Regions from separate parts of the Mus musculus genome. Here regions 2 and 3 are each linked to region 1. Evidence: chromatin contacts called from public HiChIP or PLAC-seq and promoter capture Hi-C data. All regions are on one chromosome and are shown on one strand. Each heading gives the region's core, a stretch centred on a gene start, on an enhancer-like site or on the middle of the called end of the contact. The rest is flanking DNA. Distances are from core to core; before and after follow the strand shown. Region 1 holds the start of Fam83f (family with sequence similarity 83, member F). Region 2 holds the start of Mchr1 (melanin-concentrating hormone receptor 1). Region 3 holds the start of 4930483J18Rik (RIKEN cDNA 4930483J18 gene).

Region 1 (4,266 bases), core at 493-2,992:
ATTTTTTAAAAAAATTGTTATGTGTATGGATGTTTTGTTTGCAGTTATGTCTATGTACCATATGCATAGCAAGTGCCTGAAGAGAACAGAAGAGAGTGTCAGAGATGCTCTGGGACTTGAGCTATTGATGGTTGTGTGCCACCATATAGGCCCACGTCCTTTGGGAAGCATCCAGTGCTCTTAACCATGTCTCCAATCCCTGCAGACAATCTAAACACTCATTTCTCCAGACCATCAACGGGGCTGTGGGGTATAGATCAATGAAAGAGCCCTTTCCTAATTTTCCAAAGCCCTGAGTTTTATCCCAAGCACAGAGGAGGGAGGGAGGGAGGGGGAGAGAGAGAGAGAGAGAGAGAGAAGGAAGGAGTGAGAGAGAGAGAGAGAGAGAGAGAGAGAAGGAAGGAGTGAGAGAGAAGGAGTGAGAGAGAGAGAGAGAAGGAAGGAGTGAGAGAGAGATAGAAGGAAGGAGAGAGAGAGAGGGAGAGAGAGAGAGAGAGAGATGCCTATTGACTCCTTCATACACACCCCTAATAACCCCAATAACCTCTGTTTCTTTATAAGAACAAGCAAAGGAGGCCACATGTTGGGAAAGGACCTCCCTCACCGCAGAGAGCATAGCAGTTCCTTTGCTTAGCCGCTCCTTTCTCGGGAGATATAGAAAAGCATTTATTTCTAGGCCTCAATTTCCTCGTTTGTGAAATGAGGGGGTTGGACTCATTTCTAAAGCTCCTTCCAGCTCCAAGTCGCTGTGCTACAAAATGAGAGAAATGTGAACCTTTGGTTGCTATGATCTGAAAATATTTTGAATGTGGAGAATCAAAATTGTACAGCAGCACACGAACAAAATAATATGTTAATGACTAAGAAGATTGTATTTAATCCAATGGGAAACAGCAGATCCTCTGGTGGTGATGGTGGTGGTGTGCACGCGCGTGTCTGTGCTCAGCTTCCTTCCTTGGGCTCAAACATGTATTTTGAATCGCTAATATAGTAATCAGGCCTCTGGCAGCCTATCAGGCCCAAACACACGCACACACCACTTCAAATTAAAATGAGGGGCAAATCCACTGCCTCCTGCTTACATCTTTGCTATTTGGGTGATTCTTTTAGGAGAAAAAAATTTTGTAGTGACGGTGTTGGTGTTGAATTGACAGCCCCTGGAGGCCTCTGATCTCAGAACTGGGACGCGTGGGCGGGAGAACTAGGGATTTCATTAGCATCTTTGCTTTCCCACACAGACTGCCCCCTACACAGTCCGACGATCTAGCCCAACAGCACACACACTTGGACCCTGAAGGCCGGAGTGGGTCAGGATGCTACTAAATTCCGCAGGCGTCCGGACTAGAACACGTGCTCTGGGCCCTGCCTGCGGGAAGATGAGGCTGTACCCGCGGGGCTGAGTCCCGAGGGTGCTGGAGGCGTAAAGGGGTCAGGTCGCCGACCTTCCCTGCACTGATGGGTCGCAGCTGGGAGGCGGGCGTGACTCAAAGGCCGCACGTGCCTCTGACCACAGCCGGGCTTTCACTTCCACGCCGACACTCTGCACCCCAGCCGGGCTAAGTAGGCCAGAGACGCAGGGCGTCGGCTGAGCCGCCCGTGAGGTCCCCGCAAGCCCTGCAGAGGCGGCGGTCCCTCTCCGCCCGACGGCCGCGCCCGCACCGGGGCCCGCGCCGATTGGCCGACTGGCGATCGCTGGGCGGGCCGAGGCGGACCTCGCGGCCAGGTGAGGCGCCCCGCCCCTCGAGCGCTCCAGGTGCGGCGGTGGGGACAGCAGGGTCCGAGCCTGGGGCCCCGGGACAGGGCTGGGGCGCCATGGCCGAGTCCCAACTGAGCTGCCTGGACGAGGCGCACGTGAACGAGAGGGTGACCGAGGCACATGCAGCTTTCTACTACTGCGAGAGGCGGCGGGCCGCGCTGGAGGCGCTGCTGGGTGGAGGCGAGCAGGCCTACCGCGAACTGGTCAAGAAGGAGCGGCTGCGGGACTTCCTCTCCAGCCAGGAGCGCCAGGCCCTCTGCGCCGCCTGGAGCCCCTACGAGGAGGCAGTCTCCAGCACCCGTGCCAAGGCTAAGGCCAAGGCCAAGGTCCCGGCCCAGCCCACTGAGTCCCTGGCCTACTGGCCAGACCGCTCGGACACCGAAGTGCCCCCACTGGACCTGGGGTGGACAGACACCAACTTCTACCGCGGTGTGAGCCGAGTCACGCTCTTCACCCACCCGCCCAAAGAAGAGAAGGCACCGCACCTGAAGCAGGTGGTCAGGCAGATGATCCAGCAGGCCCAGAAGGTAGGCCTCGGGCCCCAGTCCTGCACCAGAGGGACCCCCCACACACACACACACTCCCCTGCCTGGTCTCACTTGCGGGCCACTCTCACCATCCTCTGGGAAATGGACCCCCGCTGGCGCTCACCTTGTGCAGCTGTGATGAGACCTTTTGAAAGATGGATGTGTAAGTTCGTGGCAAAGCACTGGTTTTTCTTACTACAGTGTCTAGGTGCGCTAGCCTTGTGTTGGTATACCTCTGTCACCATCCATCTTCCTTGGGCAGTGTGACAGTTGTGAGGCCCTGTGCTAAACTAGCCACTCAAAGGGCTTGATCATGAACTATCACCAGGGATTTATTTACAAGGCGTATCCTCGGCCGTTTCCCTATTTGATCTTCACAATCGCATGAAGTTGGTAATAGCCTCCCTTCCCCTCTGGGCCAGATGAGCTTTTCTTAGGAGCCTTTCTCCCCCAAACAACCCGACTTTCCCATTATCATCCTCTCCTGGGCTTGGCACTAGAGCCCAAGCAGGCTCAAATGAATGAGGAACGCTATTTTAAGCTCTAGCAGTGGCTTGGCCCAGTGTTGGGTGCTCCCACAAAGCACTGGACCAAGCTCAGGAAGAGGCTCCTACTTTGCCCATCTGCTCTGCTTGGGTGTTGAGAGATGTTTCCAAGGAGCCTGGTTAGAATACCAGTTGGACAGCTGGCTGTGGGGTAGGTGAAAGACTAATCTTTTCCTCTGTGCCCTTGGGTACTTGGGTAGTTTCCAGATAAAATGTGGGCTATTGCATTAAATTCAAACTTCAAATAGGTCTTTTTGTATCTTTTTATTCCAAATAAGCTGCACGGCGGCTGCATTGATGCTAAAAGTGACTTTTCATTTACCTAAATTCAGATTTAATGGGACAGATATTATTTTACCTTCTAAAGACTGAGAGGTGATAGACATACTTTTATCCCATGCATGTATTGTGTTTGGGGTGTCCTGGCACATATGGATGTCAAAGGACATCTTTGGGGAGTCTGTTCTCTCCTGCTACCATGTATGTGGGTTCTTAAAGTTGAATGCAGGTAGTCAGGGTTGAGGGCAAGCATCCCCCACCCCCAGGCCACTGGGATTTATTAAGCAACGCCAACAACCTTTGATGCCCAGATCAGAATGTGCAACTAGAGGCTTGGGTCCACTGTTGTTACCTAACTTTGTGAGTGTAATTACAGCCATCTTTATCCTGGAGGCCAAACAAAAGAGATGCTAGGAAGGACAGTGAAGGTCTCTTCTTTCTGGGAGGCGTGGCCTGGCTGTGGACGAGATGCTTGCCAGAGAAGTTAGCTTTTCACTGTCCTTCCTTCCACCTTCCCTCTAGATAATTGTTCCTTGTGTGACTAAGCTTTCTTTGTGTGCTACACTCTGCTGAAAAAGAAAAAAAAGGCAAGACTGAACACACACACACACACACACACACACACACACACAGGATAAGGAAGTGGGTGGCAGTGGATTGTAGCTGGAGTCAAGGGTCAGGACTGATGGTGAAACATTCCGTAACATTCACCAAACTAATTTACTTAGCTTGTGACATGTCACCCACTGTGTTTTTGGTCATTTGCTTTCAGAAGTTGACTGAAATTGTGTGTGTGTGTGTGTGTGTGTGTGTGTGTGTGTGTTGGTAGGTCAGAGGATAACTTGCAGGAATCCATCTCTCTTTTCTCCCAGTGGGAAGTGAGTTGTAGGTTTGGAATGGCAGATTAAAAAAAAAAAAAAAAAAACTGGGATGGGCAGTCTCAGTGGAGTACTGAGTGGGAAATGAGAGAGTTCTTTTCTTTCAAAATACAAAGCAGTTTGTTTGTTGGGAGCTGAGCCTGTGTACGTCGCTCTCTTTTATAGTAAGGAAACTGAGGCTCAGAGCACAAATAGCAGCTAGGCTGTCAAGTTTAGCAGCAAACCTTCACTGCCCAAGCCCTGTCTCATACTCTGGGCAAGACAGAAGTTTTCCTTATATT
Region 2 (4,266 bases), core at 730-3,229, 560 kb after region 1:
TGTACACATTTATATAATAAATCTTTTTTTTAAGCATGTATTAATCAGTGCTGCTCAACCATCAATGCTGTCTATTTCTAGCTCTCTACCTCTGCACACAGAAACTCAGTACACTTTCAACAACAACTCCCCGCTGATCCTTCCCCACTGACCTCGGCTACTTGACAGAGGGTTTTTGTTATCTTGTTTCCTTTTTTTGAGACAGAATTTCTCTGTGTAGCCTTAGCTTTCCTGGAACTCACTCTGTAGAGCAGACTGGCCTTGAACTCAGAGATCCGACTGTTTCTGCCTTCTGAGTGCTGGGATTAAAGACCAGTGCCATCACCGGCTCACTGTCTGGCCTGGCAGTTTTGAGAAAGGAGTCATAAGACTCAGAGAAACTGCAATGCTTGAGGGGAAGTTGACCATGTGAGGCTAAAGAACACACTGGTTAGTCCCCTAGAGAAACCCAGAGAGCATCTGTCTTGGTTTTCTATTGCTCTAAAGACACTACAAACAGCGCTACTTATAAAAGAAAGTGTTTCAGAGGGTTAGAGTCTATAATGGTGGAGCAAAGATGGGGTATCAGGAGCCGATAAATGCTTACATCCTGCAAGCAGGAGCCCAGAGAGCTAACTGGGAACGGAGGGATGGGTTTTTGAAACCCCAAAAGCATCCCTACCTAGTAATATACTTCTCAATTCTTCCCAAACAAGGCTCACTAACTGGGGACCCAATATTCACATGTATGAGCCTGTGCGGGACATTTTCATTCAAACCACCACAGTATTCCCTCCACTAATACCACAAAGGACACCTGGGTCTGGGGGCATCATGGAGTTGGGGGCATCAGAGTCCACCAGAAATACACTAACCATCCCACTGTGCCTATGGTCAAACTACCATCTGGTTCTCTCTCTCTCTCTCTCTCTCTCTCTCTCTCTCTCTCTCTCTCTCTCTGTGGGGGGGGGGGAAGCCCTGAAATTCTCATCCTCCTGCCTCCACCTCCTAAGTGCTGGGATTACTGGCATGCATGTCCAGTTTATGAGTATAGGGGATGAAACCCTGAGTTTCGTGCCTGTGAGACAAATACTCTACCAACTGAGCTCCATCCCCAGCCCCCATACAGCCTTATTTTAAGTTCTTCATGCTGGTGGATCAAGAGGCCTAGAAGAAGAGGTATACTAGGGACAATCAACAACTCGGCCTGAAAAACCAGGCATGTTCATATCCAACATCAGTAAGGAAGAGTATGGCTGGAACTCGGGGTAGCTATAAGGATGTCTCTCTGTGCTTCTGTGCTCGTTGATAAGGGTTAACAGGCAACCATGTTAGCCAAGGACTTAGGCTCTGCATCTGGCCCTGGTGGTGTAGCATTTGATTGTGAATCTCCCGGAGCTGTCAGCAGGAGTCTGCAGAGAGTTCTCTAATGCCTGTGCCCTCTGAGGCTACTGTCCATTCTAATCTCTGAGTGGACTTATTTATTCTCTTATGCTCTGATAATTGTTTCACAGAATCCCAGACAAAACCTCAGAACACTAGAAAATAAAACCCTCTGTGGCTGGCCTCCACTGATCTGTGCAGAGGGAAGTTTGTTCTGTCTGCACACCAGCCCCTGACTATTGGCACCACAGAAAGCCTGGAACCTCCTTTGCACAACTAGCAATTGTCATCTAGCCAAGGAGATGTTTGGAAGTTACCAGGACACAGGAAAGGTTTAGGGTGACCTCCAGAGTGCTTGGGAACCAAGGATGTGTCAGTCCAGGCTTGAGTCCCCAGCATTGAGAACAGTACCCCTGGCTTTTGCCACGTGGTCCAGCTTCTTTAAAGCAAGCATTGCTCCCCCACCCACCCCCTTTGCTTTTGCAAAGACCTGGATGGCCATGCAAGATAAGCGGTAGCCCCTGTGAGCTCAGAATTCAGCCCTGGGAGACAGCGCAAAGGCAGGCTCCTCCGCATGGGATGGCTTGAGCCTAGCTGCTGGCTCTGCAGGCAGTCAGGAGTAGGAGCCGCAGCCGGGACCGAAGAGGTTAACATGCATCTGCCTCCGAATGTTAATGTGTCTAGGTGATGTCAGTGGGAGCTGGGAAGGAGGGAGTGGGGCGAGCAGTTGGGCTCAGAGGCAGCAGAGGCTGCCAGGCGGTAGAGGAAGACCCTTTTCTGGACTGCGGGGCTCAAGCTCCGGACAAGGCGGTGGAGGGCGCTGGAGGCTGCCGCAGCCTGCGTGGGTGGACGGGCGCTCCACTCCAGGGAGCAGGCGACCTGCACCGGCTGCATGGATCTGCAAGCCTCGTTGCTGTCCACTGGCCCCAATGCCAGCAACATCTCCGATGGCCAGGATAATTTCACATTGGCGGGTGAGTCGAGTTGGAGTCCTCCCTCCTCCGGGATGGGTGTGGAAAATGGGAAGGTTTCACCTCCCAAGCCAAACTGCCTGGGAAACTTTATCTTACAGTTCTTGGTGATAAGATCTGCAGTCGGCTTTGCCTGAAGAGGAAGAGGAGAGGAGGGGACACCAGCTAGGACAGAAGGGGCAGGGAGGAATAGAGATGGGGCAGAGGCACATTTAGAAACAACAAGGGTTGGTGACAAGACGTGAGGCAGGCTTGAGGGGAAAGCTTGCTGATGAGTCCCAAATATGCTTTGCAGGGGGGGGGGGGGGGGAATCAAGGCTGGAGAAGCAAGCAAGCAAGACAGCAAGACAGCGGGCGGGTAGTATGTGGGAGCCAGCAGAAGCGCTTTGATTCACCGCTATCCTGGGCTCAATCCTCTGGCCTCGCACTGGGGAAATGGGGTCTGAGTGGTCCTTGCTGTCTTCTGGCAAAGGCTGCTGGGAGCAAAAGACTTCACAGGGCGTGAGAGGATTAACTTTTCTGGTGAATTAAGCTTCTTGACATTTGCAGAACGTCAATGCCTTAAAATTCTAGCTCTGAAGGAGAAGGGAATGAAGGGGAAAGAGGGAAGGTTGGTGTGGAGAAATTCCCAAGCTTCTGGGGTGTAACACAGCTCCAGTCCCTACCCTATTGGGAAAGCCCAGACTCAGGAGACATGGTCCAAGGAAATCCCTGACAGAAAACCGGGAGAGGGCAGGGCTGTGGAGCCTGAAACACACCCCACACCCATGGTGACAGTCACTTCTCACATATGCCTAGGAACCTATCTGAAACCTTTGGCCATCTCTCTCTGAAAAGATGAGGCTGCAAATACACACACACACACACACACACACACACACACACACACACACACACACACACACACACACACAAATGTCCTTCAAGCCTTTTTGACAAGGTTTTCTGGTGGATCCCGGGGATATGAAGTTGTTCTCAGCAGATATCTGGGAGTCTTGACTCCTGGCCCTCTGAGTAAATGGATGAAGCGAAGAAGAATGGGGTCCTCTGAGTAACAGGTGGATCTAGAAAATCCTATAGGAGTCACCAGGGCACGGTGGAGGAGGGTAAGGTACAGAACTAACAATAGCCCGAGAAGGGGAAACAGCAGGAGATGATTCCAGAGACGTAGTGACCCCAAGCTGCAAGGGAAAGCATGAGGGGCCAGCAGGAAGGCCGACATGGCAGGTTGTCAGCTTCTAGATCGGAAGGCGGGTCACACTTGCTCTTTCTATCCTCAGGGCCACCTCCTCGCACAAGGAGTGTCTCCTACATCAACATCATCATGCCTTCAGTGTTTGGTACCATCTGTCTCCTGGGCATTGTGGGAAACTCCACAGTCATTTTTGCCGTGGTGAAGAAATCCAAGCTGCACTGGTGCAGCAACGTCCCTGACATCTTCATCATCAACCTCTCTGTGGTGGATCTGCTTTTCCTGCTGGGCATGCCTTTCATGATCCACCAGCTCATGGGTAATGGTGTCTGGCACTTTGGGGAAACCATGTGCACCCTCATCACAGCCATGGACGCCAACAGTCAGTTCACCAGCACCTACATCCTGACTGCTATGGCCATTGACCGCTACTTGGCCACCGTCCATCCCATCTCCTCCACCAAGTTCCGGAAGCCCTCCATGGCCACCCTGGTGATCTGCCTCCTGTGGGCTCTCTCGTTCATTAGCATCACTCCTGTGTGGCTCTATGCCAGGCTTATCCCCTTCCCAGGGGGTGCTGTGGGCTGTGGCATCCGCCTACCAAACCCAGATACTGATCTTTACTGGTTCACTCTGTATCAGTTTTTCCTGGCCTTCGCCCTTCCGTTTGTGGTCATCACTGCTGCGTACGTGAAAATACTACAGCGCATGACGTCTTCGGTGGCCCCAGCCTCTCAACGC
Region 3 (4,266 bases), core at 776-3,275, 520 kb after region 1:
CTTTTGGATGATAGGAGACACCTCTCTCTCTCATGATTTAAAAACTTCCCCTAGTGAACGTGACTCTGGAAGGCCTTGTTAAAAAGGACACTTCTCAAAAATTCGGGCAAAGAACTGAACGAAATTCAAGCCCTGGACTACAGACATTTTTCTTTGGATCTCTCTCTGAAGAAAGCAGTAGCAGTCTGTGTCTTTCCAAGGCTCAGGCCTTTAATCCCAGCACTCAGAAACCAGAGGCACGCAGAACTCTGGATTCAAGGCCAGCCTGATCTACTTAGTAAGTTCCAGGCCAGCCACAGCTACACAGTGAGACTTTAAAAACAAAACAAAACAAAAAACAGCCAGCTATCAGGAAGCCCTCTGATTTGCTATGAAAGAAACAAACACCAGTAGATGAAACTCAGTTTAACTTTCAGCCAAGGGTTCCCCTCCCTACAGGGATGGGGCTGTGGGCCAGTTGGCTGTACCATTTTACCCCTGGAAGGCAGTTCATTTTCAACAATAAAACTTCATAAGTGGACTTTTTTTGGTGGAAGGGGCTTCTACAGTAAAGCCCTTAAGTTTGACTTCTTGAACATAAAGATCAGGCTACAGGCTTTGGCTTCAGATCTCGAAAACTTACAATTTGGGGACATTCCGGACACTTTATGGATTTTAAAACTATGTGAACCCATGAAGCATAGGTGTAATTTCATCATATTTAAGTAATGAAGTTCACATTCTTAGTCTTCACACACTTTATGCCAAAGTATTCGGGCAAGCAGTAAACTGACCACCAGTCTGTCCTTTGGTTCTGTCATCTAACAAAGAGAAATCCTGACAAAGACAAGCTATACTGTACTCACACACCTATCCAGCAGTTCTCAACATCAGGATACTCGTCTTTTCTTGGATCCCTTCCTTGTATGTGTTGAACACCATTCCAAGCGTTTTATTACGAATTCTTTCATTTACTGTCTGCATTCCAATGTAATAGGTATTGTTAGTTCCATTTTCCAGATAAGCAATCTAAACGTAGGTTTGATAATCTAACAGGGAAAGCTCCAGCACTAACCACTCTATAGTATTAGTGTTTTCTTATGGAGCGAGGAGGGCGGAAGTCATCAAAGGTACATAGACAAACAGTCACACACACATACACACACACACACACACACACACACACACACACACACACACACGCGAGACGGACACTTCTTTGGCGGTCAAGTTTCAAATCTGCGGAGCCCTGCAGACCTGGAGGCACCCATGCTGCTATATGGTCGTCAGGTCCAGGTGAACCTCCTTGCCACGAGAAGCCTGCGGATTGCACCTGGATCCTCCAGGTTTGCACAAGGGCCGGGAGAAAGCGCTCGACCGGTCGGTCCCAAGCAGATTACACACACTCGGGGAGCAGCCAGGGCGGGAACCTAGCTGCTCCCTAGCCAGCACAGCCCTGCAAGGCGGTGCACAGGTGCACGGTCGCACTCGACTGTCCTGTCGAGTGACCAGGGCTTTGAGACCCCAGCCCCTTGGGAAAGGGCGGGACTGGAGTGGAGGACTGCGGGAGGCAATCCCGGGCTCGGAGCCTACAGCGGCCGGCCGGTCCAGGGCACACGCGGAAGGGTCGAGGGGAGAAAGGATGCTCGAGCGGGGCGGGGCCGGTGGGGGAGGGGGACCCTGCCCGAACTCTCACTCACCGCCTCGTTCGCCTCCTGGCCCGGGCTCCGCGGCTCGCCCCACTCCGGTGCCAGCCGCTCACGTATCCTCCCGAGCCTCTAGTACCAGTCAGACTGCACCAAGTTAGGGAGAGGTCCGCGCAAGCCGAGGGAGCGTGGCGAGCGGGAACGAGGGGGTGGGGAGGGTGGGACGGTCGTTCTTGCCGCCGGGGACACCGCAGACACGACCGCCGCCGGCTCCACTCAGCCACGGAAGCTGCGGGCCCTCCCACCACTCCGGGTCCCGCCTCCGCACCCTCCCCCCTACCCGCCTGGGAGCGACAGCCGTATCGACCAATCAGAAACCTAGCGCCGTTAGGGCTAGCCCGATTTAGGGGGCGTTCGCCGAAGGAAGAGGAACGAGGGAGGCTAGTACGGCGGCGCGACTTCTGTGACTGACATCATAGCGCAGCCAATCGGTAACTGAGAGATGACTTCATCGCTGAAGGAAGTCTGGAACTGGCGGAGCGGCCGCCAAGAGGTGGGAGGAGGTCGGCGATGAGCCGGGGGGCGGAGTCTGGGTCTTAAAGAAACCGTAACACATCTGATCACCCTGTCAAAGGGTGACCGCGGAGCTAGCTACCTAGGGTTCGGTGCCCAGCCTGGAGGTTTAATGCAAAAATCCTGCAGTCTTCATCTTGGTCCTTCCTCCTGTCTTTGCTCCGCCGGGACTCCCAAGTCGATTATTTCACATTCGCATTTCCCGAAAGGACACAATAAATGCCGCTCTGGCCTGGAGCCCTGAACTCTGTCATGTCCCTGCCCTTCCGTGGCCAAGCGCTTTTTTTCTCTGAGTCGGTTCTCCTCCGGTAAAAGGACTGACACCTACCTGCCTAGACTGTTGAGATTATTTATCAACAGCGGAAGCGCTTGCAGCTGGAGGGAAAGAGTTGAATGAACCCAGATTTTATCCGGGGCCTCACTGCACTAAATGAATCTGGGCGGCTCTTCCAACTTTAAAATTCTAAACTGCTGGTGTGTAGCCTAAAAGTGTGTGTATGTCTGTGTGTGTGTGGGTGTGTGGGTGTATGTGTGGGAGAGAGAGAGAGAGCATAACTGCATAAATCCAACATTTAAAGAGACTTATCTACTAAAGCGGTGAGACTAGTTAAAGCCCACCCGGTCAAGTTGCTAAGAGCCACTATGGAGGCCCCTTTTCTGGAACACCACCCCTTCCCCCCAACAAAGGGGGAGAGCGCTGAAAAGGAGAAATAATTCGGACTTGGTGCCTTAGTGTTTCCGAAACACTTTCCCTTGGGAGATATAAACAACCGTCTATCTCCTCCTTTTAGGCCACCATCCACTGGATAAACTGAAGTATGATTGCCCCAGAGTCCAACGTGGAAAACCAGTGAGTTTATTGGGCTTGCTAAGAAATCATGGCTGGCCCCCAAAGCAGCGAGACCACCAAAAAGTTGCACCCCAGCATGGATGATGATGTCCCCATAGCTGCGTAGATGACATACACAGTTCAGTTAAACTTCCATAATCTACACAACTCTAGCCAAGTCACAAGACCTCAAGCAGCTAGGGCAAAATTGAGGACTTGAGAGATTCCTCTCCCCAATGAGCGGGGGGATGTTGGAGGAGGTAACTGGGATCCAGCAAGGATTCAGAGAAGCCCCCCCTAAGTCCTTCCGTCAATGCAGGAACATCTACAGTCAACAAGCCCAGTCTTGAGGGGCTCTTGCAAGATAGCTGTGCTTTTGCAAGGACAGAGCTGCTGGACACAAGGAAAAAGAAAGAAGGTTCTGGAGAACAGAGTCCCCAGTGTGAGAGCAAGGGTTAACACTGTAGAAGCAGAAACCCTCAGGGGCATCCTGACAGACATGGGAAGCCACAGTGACTGGAAGGAGGTAACGCATGTTACATCTCTGAGTGAGTTACTCTGTATGGCTTCCGTTCTCCCCCGGAAATCTCCCAGACTTCTCAGTGGTGTGTGGCTCTGTTGGGATAGGAGAAGGAGCTGCAACTCTCTCTATCCACTGCAGTAAGCCAGCCCGGCCCTGAGTAATTCCCAGTTATTCATCTGTAAGTCAGCTTCAAGTTCCGTACCATGTGTCTCATCACAGAACCTTGGAGGTAGCCCAGATCCTGTGGCCTCTTAGTCACACCTTCCCTCCCAAGATTAAAAAAAAAAAAAAAGAAAGAAAGAAAAAAAAAAACCACAAAAGCCCTAATAAAATTATATGTTCAATAACTATATATGCTATATAAATAAAAACTTAAAATGAAATAAGATTTTATGTATATAAGTCCTCTAACTTGCTATATGGTCAAGGATGACCTTGAACTCATGACCCTCCTGCTTTCGCGTCCCGGGTCCTGGGCTTCTGAGCACTCATCACCACACCTTGTACAACACGTAACTTCTTGAGGTACGTGTCTCACTGAGGGGTGAGACAGAGGAGATTCGGTAAACCGTAGCCTTGGGGTACCTGCGCTAAGTTGGGAGAAGCTAAGGTAATGCTTGAGAGACTTCCACAGTAGGCTGAGTCCTGACTAACAGATGACACATGCAGAGGCACCCTCAGAGGAGAAAGTCCTCCAGTCTGGAATTACTGGTGTG

The links. HiChIP or PLAC-seq counts read pairs in DNA pulled down with a chosen protein or histone mark. Capture Hi-C pulls out chosen DNA fragments and counts their contacts.
Region 2: a contact with region 1 is called in a promoter capture Hi-C map of liver, with 2.1 times the contacts expected there. The contact joins the promoter of Mchr1 here to the promoter of Fam83f in region 1. A contact is called at or near these places in 5 of 39 promoter capture datasets (embryonic stem cells, liver, neutrophils and 1 more), 1 of 115 datasets of contacts at active chromatin or transcription factors (hepatocytes) and 2 of 9 other capture datasets (embryonic stem cells and liver).
Region 3: a contact with region 1 is called in a FOXA1 HiChIP or PLAC-seq map of pancreatic cancer cells. The contact joins the promoter of 4930483J18Rik here to the promoter of Fam83f in region 1. A contact is called at or near these places in 4 of 39 promoter capture datasets (the 3T3-L1 cell line, 3T3-L1-derived adipocytes, embryonic stem cells and 1 more) and 1 of 115 datasets of contacts at active chromatin or transcription factors (pancreatic cancer cells).

Annotation. Positions count from the first base shown.
Region 1 is chr15:80,670,105-80,674,370 of GRCm38.p6, forward strand. It overlaps Fam83f (family with sequence similarity 83, member F), which reads left to right and starts at 1,743. Exons shown (of 5, transcript NM_145986.2): 1 at 1,743-2,283. The coding sequence starts at 1,813.
Region 2 is chr15:81,233,520-81,237,785 of GRCm38.p6, forward strand. It overlaps Mchr1 (melanin-concentrating hormone receptor 1), which reads left to right and starts at 1,980. Exons shown (of 2, transcript NM_145132.2): 1 at 1,980-2,336; 2 at 3,614-4,266. The coding sequence starts at 2,255.
Region 3 is chr15:81,188,828-81,193,093 of GRCm38.p6, forward strand. 4930483J18Rik (RIKEN cDNA 4930483J18 gene) reads left to right here and starts at 2,026. Exons shown (of 2, transcript NR_015603.1): 1 at 2,026-2,178; 2 at 2,990-3,930. It overlaps Mrtfa (myocardin related transcription factor A), which reads right to left and starts at 1,909. Exons shown (of 14, transcript NM_001082536.2): 1 at 1,680-1,909.